Regions from separate parts of the Mus musculus genome. Here region 2 is linked to region 1. A link is a contact called in public Hi-C data. All regions are on one chromosome and are shown on one strand. Each heading gives the region's core, a stretch centred on a gene start, on an enhancer-like site or on the middle of the called end of the contact. The rest is flanking DNA. Distances are from core to core; before and after follow the strand shown. Region 1 has its middle 17 kb from the start of Gm34385. Region 2 overlaps Gm40841 (a long non-coding RNA gene).

Region 1 (3,727 bases), core at 452-2,951:
CCAAACTTGGAAACAGTCTGAAGTGACTCCCATAGTATTCAACCATTACAGTACCAAAAGGAATTGCAAGCAGGTCTCAGAGTGATCTGTATTTCTATGGCCAGAGCATCATTCCCAATAGTCAGGAGGTGGAATCAGACAGAGTGACCACAGACAGATGAATGAAAAAGCAAATGAGAAACAAATGCTAAAGCATATGCTCATGGGTAACTTTTATTTATTTGTTTTTTCCGAGACAGGGTTTCTCTGTATAGCCTTGGCTGTCCTGGAATTCACTTTGTAGACCAGGCTGGCCTCGAACTCAGAAATCCGCCTGCCTCTGCCTCCCAAGTGCTGGGATTAAAGGCGTGCGCCACCACACCCGGCTTTATGGGTAACTTTTGAAAGCACTATGTGTTGTGAAATAAATCCAAGCCCTAAAGAACAAATACGACATAATTCCATTATACAAAATAAGTCTCATAGTGAAGTTCAGAATGATAGAAAACGAAATGATGACTTGCAGGGGCTGATAAATGCACTCAGAGTTTCTCCTTCGCAAAGTGAAGAGACCTGGAGATGGCTGATGGTGCTACAGTATGAATGTACTTAATGTCACTGAGCTGTGCATGTAGAAAAGTAAAAGGGAGGCAGGAGGGAGGACATGGGGTGGGGGGGAGGGATAAAGGTTCTTAGTAAGTACCCACTGGGATACAATTTCTACTTCAGAAAAACCTGGGACACTCCTATCACAGTCACTGCTACTGTCACCATTTTACAGAGATGTGAATGGAAGTAGACGTGGAATGAGTAAAGTGTTTGCTCAAAGCTACACAAACAGGAAGTGGCTGGCCCTGGCTGCACATTCAAACTGTCTAGTGAGGGACTTCATAATGTTTCAAACTATATTCTGTCACTTCATAAGCTGGACTGTTTGCTGTGACCCAATGTCAACTTGCAATACCAAGCAAATTAAGACCTTTACTTATTTAAAACTTTTATGGTTGGTCTGTACTTCTGGGATTATAGAAAGGGTCATTCTCTGTCTCTCAGAGTCGTACATTTATGTACCACCATGAATTATATTTACAGTGTTTTTATCATAATGTTCACAGTTTAATTTATTGAAGTTATATATACTTCATGTGAGGTTTGTCTAAGATTCTTGACATATTTGCTATCACATCCCCCACATCGTAACATCCTGATTCTCACTTAAAGCTAAGTAGTTAAGTCATACAACTAGTAAAACTGAAAGTTGCTTCTTAATGTATTCAAGGCCAATATGTATCCCATAATGCCATACCACTCTCTGTTGCCCAACTTTTAATATGCTTACAAGTCACTCAGTTTCCTAATCCTGAGTTTGGCCTTGACTCAAATATCCTTTTAGATACTAGCAATGCCAAGTTATCTTTTATGCAATATATATATTTTGAAAATCTCTTTTCAAAGACAATATTGTTATCAGTTATCTTACCAGCAAGAGCTAGAAGGTGGGACTAATGAGCTCTCACGTCTGACATCTCCTAATCTGTGATTCTCTTATGTAACAGGGTAAAGACTAGAAGCCTTATACAAAAGGTGGAGAAGGAAAAAGGGGAGCATAATTTAGAGGCAGTGAGCTTCCTTAAAACCTTGATGTCTTACTAGAGCCTAATAGGTCTAGCTTTAAAAGTTCAGCCTCTTGGTTTTCACATAACATACCCTTGACTGCGTTTATTATTAATGATCTATGAGGGATGAGGGGGAAAGTCATGTGAATGGAATCCAGAAGCCAAACAACAGCCTCTCAGAAGCAACTGAATCTCGTCCAACTGCAGCATAATTTGGGGAATGAGCTAAAAAGCAGCGCTGCAGAAAATCCGGAGCATTAAATTTAGAGATTTAATCTCTAAAAAGTGTCGCTGGAAATTAGATGGAGAGACAGGTAGAGTGGCGCAGTGTTAAGGTGTGTTCACGGTTTCTGTGTAACCCTGAACTTTCAATCAGTTGGGTCTGGAGGCTCGGAGGCAGATCTCCTTCTTCATCTACTGTTCCCTGGCTCCCTGGTGCTGGCAAACTAAGTCAGGTTTGTGAAGGGTCAAATGTATTGAACTTCTGTCAGACTTTCCAGGGTGGGTAAAAGTCAATGATTTTCATCTTAATCCCAAGGCTACGGTGTGTTCAAATTGGGAAATCTACTCCATATGTTTGTGATATTAGTTCACAGAAGTCCTAAAATGTTTCTTGAGTTTTCCAAGTTTCCTCACCTTTGTAGATTTGCCAGGTTTGAACCATTACAATTATGTATTTGACGATTATTAGCTGACACTAGTGGCCTTTGTGACAATCTAGTCTTTTCAAAGCACTTTTAAAACTTCAGTCTCTTTTACATCCCATGACACTGTCCCCTGTGCAGACACAGTAGCCTAGAGAGGTAAAGGTCTTCAAGTGTGCCCAGTTCTCTATGCCCACAGCTGGGGACTAGACAGAGACTACCCAACTCCAAAATTCAAGTTCTGTTCATCACTAGTTCTAAATCCAGATTTTTTTTTTGATGTGAGAATAGATATTATGTCTAAAATACGGACTATGCCCTGGTTTGAAAGGACAGAGAGCCCTGCAATGCTCAGCCTAGCACATTTCCCAGGTGACCTTGCAGAGATGGTAATATCAGATGGTTGGTAACTTATACAGCAGAATCTATTTATGTTGACTTTTGAAGCTGTAAATTAAATCACTCTGGGTGAAAGAAAATATAAGCAGTTTGAATTTGAACCCAAAACTTTTTTTCTACATGGGTGCTGGTACTTTGAGTGTGGCCCTCATAGTTAAACAGCAACTGCTACTAGATACTGAGCCATTTACCAGCCATAATTTTAAAACAACAACATTTAAAAAATTACTTTGACTCCTTTTCCTTTACATTAAATTGTTCTTTCAAGTGTGGTAAATATTTCCAAAGTTTCTAGAATATAAAGTGCAAACTGTTTCCCCCATAGCTGACATTTGCTCGCTTGGCAAACACTTGAGATCACTTTTTTTTAAGCCAACATGGAGAGATGATGTTGCTTGATCAAGAAAGCAAGAGAGATTTACAGGGCCAAGCTGACTTGCTGTGACTCACCAGCTCCTGACTTTGTTTGCATGAAGTTCTGTGTTATCTGTTATCTGAAGAAAACAGATATCTGACTCACTCTGGGAATATGCTAGCAGAACCTCCATCTAGCACAATAGAATATCACCAGCCATTCTCAAGGGCAAGAACTAAAAAACATGACAGCTAAAAGGTTAGAAGAGCAGAAAATAGTTTTAAGCATCTAGTCTATGCCAGATCCTGTGGCCAGTATTTCACAGAAGGCTAAGGTATTTCTTCTGGGATCTCCCAAACCTTCTTGGCTTTTTAGGTTTGGTACATTTGAACCATTGCAATTATGTATTTGATGCTTATTGTTGAACAAAGGGTGACCTTTGTGACATCACCTCCTACATAGGAAATGAAAGCTTTAGATAGAGCTAAGCTCTAACTCTAACTCCTTCTCATTTCATTAAACAGTGGACCTACATTTTAAAATGCATATGAAATACTCACTTAACTGGACTTCCATGCCCTAACAGCTATGATGAACGAATTCTTATAGAGTAATTCACACAGACATAGAACTTACCCAGTAAACATATTTTTTAATGAGGCTGACCAAAGCACACTCACATGGCCATTTAAACAGGTAAGGTGATCATTGTATTTCTTCCCTTTCCAAACAAG
Region 2 (3,727 bases), core at 921-3,420, 110 kb after region 1:
AAAACAAAACAAAACAAACAAACAAAAGAGTGCTTTTTGTACACTGGGAAACAAAATGGGTGGGGTGGGAGCAGTTCAATTCTATCCCTGAACACAAACACCAAACTGGACTTTTCAAAAGACAAACATAGCCCAGAAAAAAATACTTTTGTAATAAAAAAATGGTGTGTGTGTGTGTGTGTGTGTATACATATATATATATATATATTCTAAATCTGGAATCTTGTCTATCTTACTATCTTATTTTAAACAAGCCAGCAATTGCAAGCTTCAATCTGTTTGGATAGAAAAGAATTTATGTAAATGTTTTGTTCAAGCCCAAAAGGGAAAGGGGTGTATAAAATATACAGTGTATAAAAGATGCATGCCCAACTCCAAAACAGCTTGATACACAGGGGACCAAAAAAACCCATCTGCCCTTCTGCTAGGTACGCCCAGCAGTCCTGAAGCTTAAATATCATGCCATTTGCAACATGGTTTCAATGACCCCAGCAATAAGAGATTAACCAAAATTTCATAACTGCTCTGTTCTCCTGCCCTCCTGGCTCTTGGGGATGAAGGGCAGAAGGAAGAGAAGGAGAAGGTCAAAGAACTAATAGAAACAAACAAACAAAAAGAAGTCTCTATTTTTTGCACTCTTTCTTGGCACTTGAGAAAGAAAAAAAAAAAAACTGAGGCAGATCAATCTGTACAATGCTAAACCAAATCTCTTTAATTCCAGTCAGCTTTTATCATTCAGTCGCTGAGTCTCTGTGTGGAAAAATTCATGCTAATTCCCCCTAGCAACAGCTTCAGCCTATCAGGAGACTTTATGTACCGTGCAGCTGCCTGCCAGAATAACTCTAAGTAGGTCAGGCCTGTATTTCTAAAAATGCTACGGTCTAGTAACCCCACTGTCCCGTCTGTCTGCCCTGCCCCATAATAACCTCAATTGCTTGGTGACACAATGACATACTATCCTGTTAGAGTGCAATCACATCATGCTACATTATTCTGCAGGAGCATGGCTGGGTGAAGGACCCTCCGAGGGGCAGCATTAATCAGACAGCCATTCATGTCCACCAGCGTTTCTCTCTAGAAATGGGGACTGCATTAATGACCAGCTGTTTGAACTAACACAAACAAAATAATGTCTTCCACCCTGTTGGGTGCACAGAATACAGCATTCTGATCTGGCAGGTTCCACCTCTTGACTAAATCGAAGATGTAAATTAACTGGGCTCAGACAACATAGGCTTTGGCAATCTTAAAGTGAGTATATTTAAATTATATTACATGTGATTCAAAAAGCTATTGATTTCATATACACGTCTCTCCTTGCCTACAATTTTCCTTAATCCACGTTTTTAAAAGGAAAAGTGCATACACGGGTAACATAATACATATGTGCATATTGTCCAGGGACTCAACTGCAGGGGCTGAACTAAAATTGACTTCGCTTCGGGCAGAGAAACAAAGCTGGTCAGTAGTAATTGTGCAGCATGAACACAAATACAAATACTAAATGCACGCTGCGAAGGAGCACTGAAAACAAATAAGAGTAAACACGCTGAGCCTGCTAGCCAATCAGCTCCTCCCACCAGCTCCTCCTGGAGGCTCCAGAGAACGCCCCACACCTCCAAATAACAGAGACAGGGGATGGAAGGGAAAGGTGCCCTTCAACATCATATAGTGGTATGTCGCTTCCTCACAGGGTTACCAACAAGATAATTGCAAAAAAAGAGCTTCTTCAGCGTATAAATTAAGAATACCAAAACAACTCAGAACCTGCAGTCAGGTTTTAATTCTATAGTAGGGATTTTAGAATCTAATGGGGACATATGTCCTTGGGTGTACTTTTAACTTTCTCCCATTGGCATACAAAAGCGAATGGGTATATACGGAGACAGGACCCCAGCAGTGCAGTACCGGGCTGTTTGGGACGGTATTTTACAGGGACGGAGCTTGCATGCTCAGTCTGCATGCTTATGGGTCCCCTGTTTGATCTAACAAACACCCTCCTATACGCTGAGCATTTCCTGCCAGAAGTTAGGCAGAATCCAGCCAGTGAGATGTGCACTTCAGCCCTGCTTAATTTTCAAACAGAAAATGCCTTCATGTGTCTGCCCTCATTTGAACTGTGCTTGATAACTTAGTTATGACTGTCTTCTGCACTCTGTGGCACACAGCACACAGTTATTCTTGGAGAGATACAGTCTCTGACGCAACCATGAACCGCTAATTACAAGCTGCTGACATTCTGCTCGTCTCTGCAGCTTTGAAGTTCTGCTTTGTCTCATGGCTGTTCCACTGTGCTCCCACCCCTTACCCTCTCCTTTCTCTCTTTCACTTCATAGCCTTTCTGAATGCTCCTCTAGCACAACCTGGAGAAGGAGAAGGGATTATCAGACTTGCTTGCGTTTCTTTCCTCTCCCCACCACATCCTGACACACTCTCTCTCTCTCTCTCTCTCTCTCTCTCTCTCTCTCTCTCTCCCCACATAGATCTACAGTTTGGAAGTACAGTAATAAGATCCTGTCTCCACCCCACCCTCAGGAATGCACCAACAGCTGGCCAAACATAATCCAGCACACAGAGCCGCTTTGTAGAATTTCTAACAAACAGTGGGAGGACAGGCCAGACAGGCGTCCCAGAGGAGCCCCCATGACAACTGGGAAAGCTGCTTGCTCCCGGCTCAGAGCTCAGTTCACCCAGCTCACCCTTATCTATCTACAAGCTTCTAGTACCAGCCAAGCCCCGACAGAGGCAATGAGAGGCCACCCTCCTCCTTCCTACAGCCTCAAGCAGGCTGCAAGCTTTCTTCACACTGACATCAGCCGTGCCCTGCCTCATGCCACACACCCCTGCAAGCTCGACAGCCACAAACCCCAGTGCCAGGATCAGCAGCAGCACCTGTGGTCACCATCTATAGCTGGGTGCCAGGAGGACCCTCCCTTTTCCTTAAAGAATTTCCTTTATTAAGCATAGCTGATCCTAGCATTTGAAAGCATGTAAATCTAACACTGTATCCATCTCCACTGAATGCTTAGCTTCTGAAGCCTGTGGTATCCAGCTGGCCTCAGAGTCATCTGGGATACATTTATTTTGATTAAATTGATCGCATTTCTATTTAAGGGACAGAATTTTTCTGCCATACTGAATACAGCTGTGTTTACAGGGCTCTGTAGGAGAAGAAAACAAAACCGTACAGTGAGCCTTAGCCCAACGCTGAGCACTTAGAACTTCAAGGAGTTAAAACTGAAGGGGTTTGCTATGCCGTTAAAAAGAAAAGTCTATATGCAGCTGCTCTGGCCGAGCTTTCTGGCTAGCCAGGAAATAGGTCTTGAGCAGGAGCTGAAAACACTGGCTTGTAATCAAACCCAACCCAGCAAAGAGTCTCTCTCTTTCTCTCTCTCTCTCTCTCTCTCTCTCTCTCTCTCATATCTCTCTCTGTGTGTGTATGTGTTACACAGTCTCTTCCATGTCTCTACACGCATGCACATGCACTTAAATCCATGCTGCAAGGCTGCTATTTTTCTCTGGGGACACTGTACAGTCACCCAGCCCATCAGTTTCTTCCTTGACAGTACCAGGGACATCCACACTGCAATTTACAGTTCCTCCATGCACGTGCTGGCAGATCCACTATGCCATCCTTCCTTAGATTAAGACTGCGGAGCTGGCAGCAGACAATCTTACGACAGTCAGCATCTCTTCTTTTCCCCTTCCATTTCTCCAGCTCTGCCCT

What was found. Hi-C and Micro-C count contacts between places; a contact is called where the count stands out from the background.
Region 2: a Hi-C map of uterus shows a contact between it and region 1, with 2.2 times the contacts expected there. The contact joins two enhancer-like sites. A contact is called at or near these places in 9 of 484 Hi-C or Micro-C datasets (the HL-1 cell line, the N1E-115 cell line, embryonic fibroblasts and 3 more) and 2 of 115 datasets of contacts at active chromatin or transcription factors (the SCID.adh cell line and pancreatic cancer cells).

What each region holds. Positions count from the first base shown.
Region 1 is chr13:28,310,555-28,314,281 of GRCm38.p6, forward strand. No RefSeq gene overlaps it. Among named protein-coding and RNA genes, the nearest start is that of Gm34385, 17 kb to the left of the region's middle. Within about 2 kb of position 1,702, at least 37 of the 459 cell types and tissues checked have an H3K27ac peak or open chromatin away from gene starts, as enhancers often do. A contact at or near this core is called in the HL-1 cell line, granulosa cells, pancreatic cancer cells and 1 more, where this site is marked.
Region 2 is chr13:28,415,516-28,419,242 of GRCm38.p6, forward strand. It overlaps Gm40841 (a long non-coding RNA gene), which reads right to left. Exons shown (of 3, transcript XR_003950511.1): 1 at 3,570-3,727. Among named protein-coding and RNA genes, the nearest start is that of Gm40841, 4.1 kb to the right of the region's middle. Within about 2 kb of position 2,171, at least 225 of the 459 cell types and tissues checked have an H3K27ac peak or open chromatin away from gene starts, as enhancers often do. A contact at or near this core is called in the HL-1 cell line, granulosa cells, pancreatic cancer cells and 1 more, where this site is marked.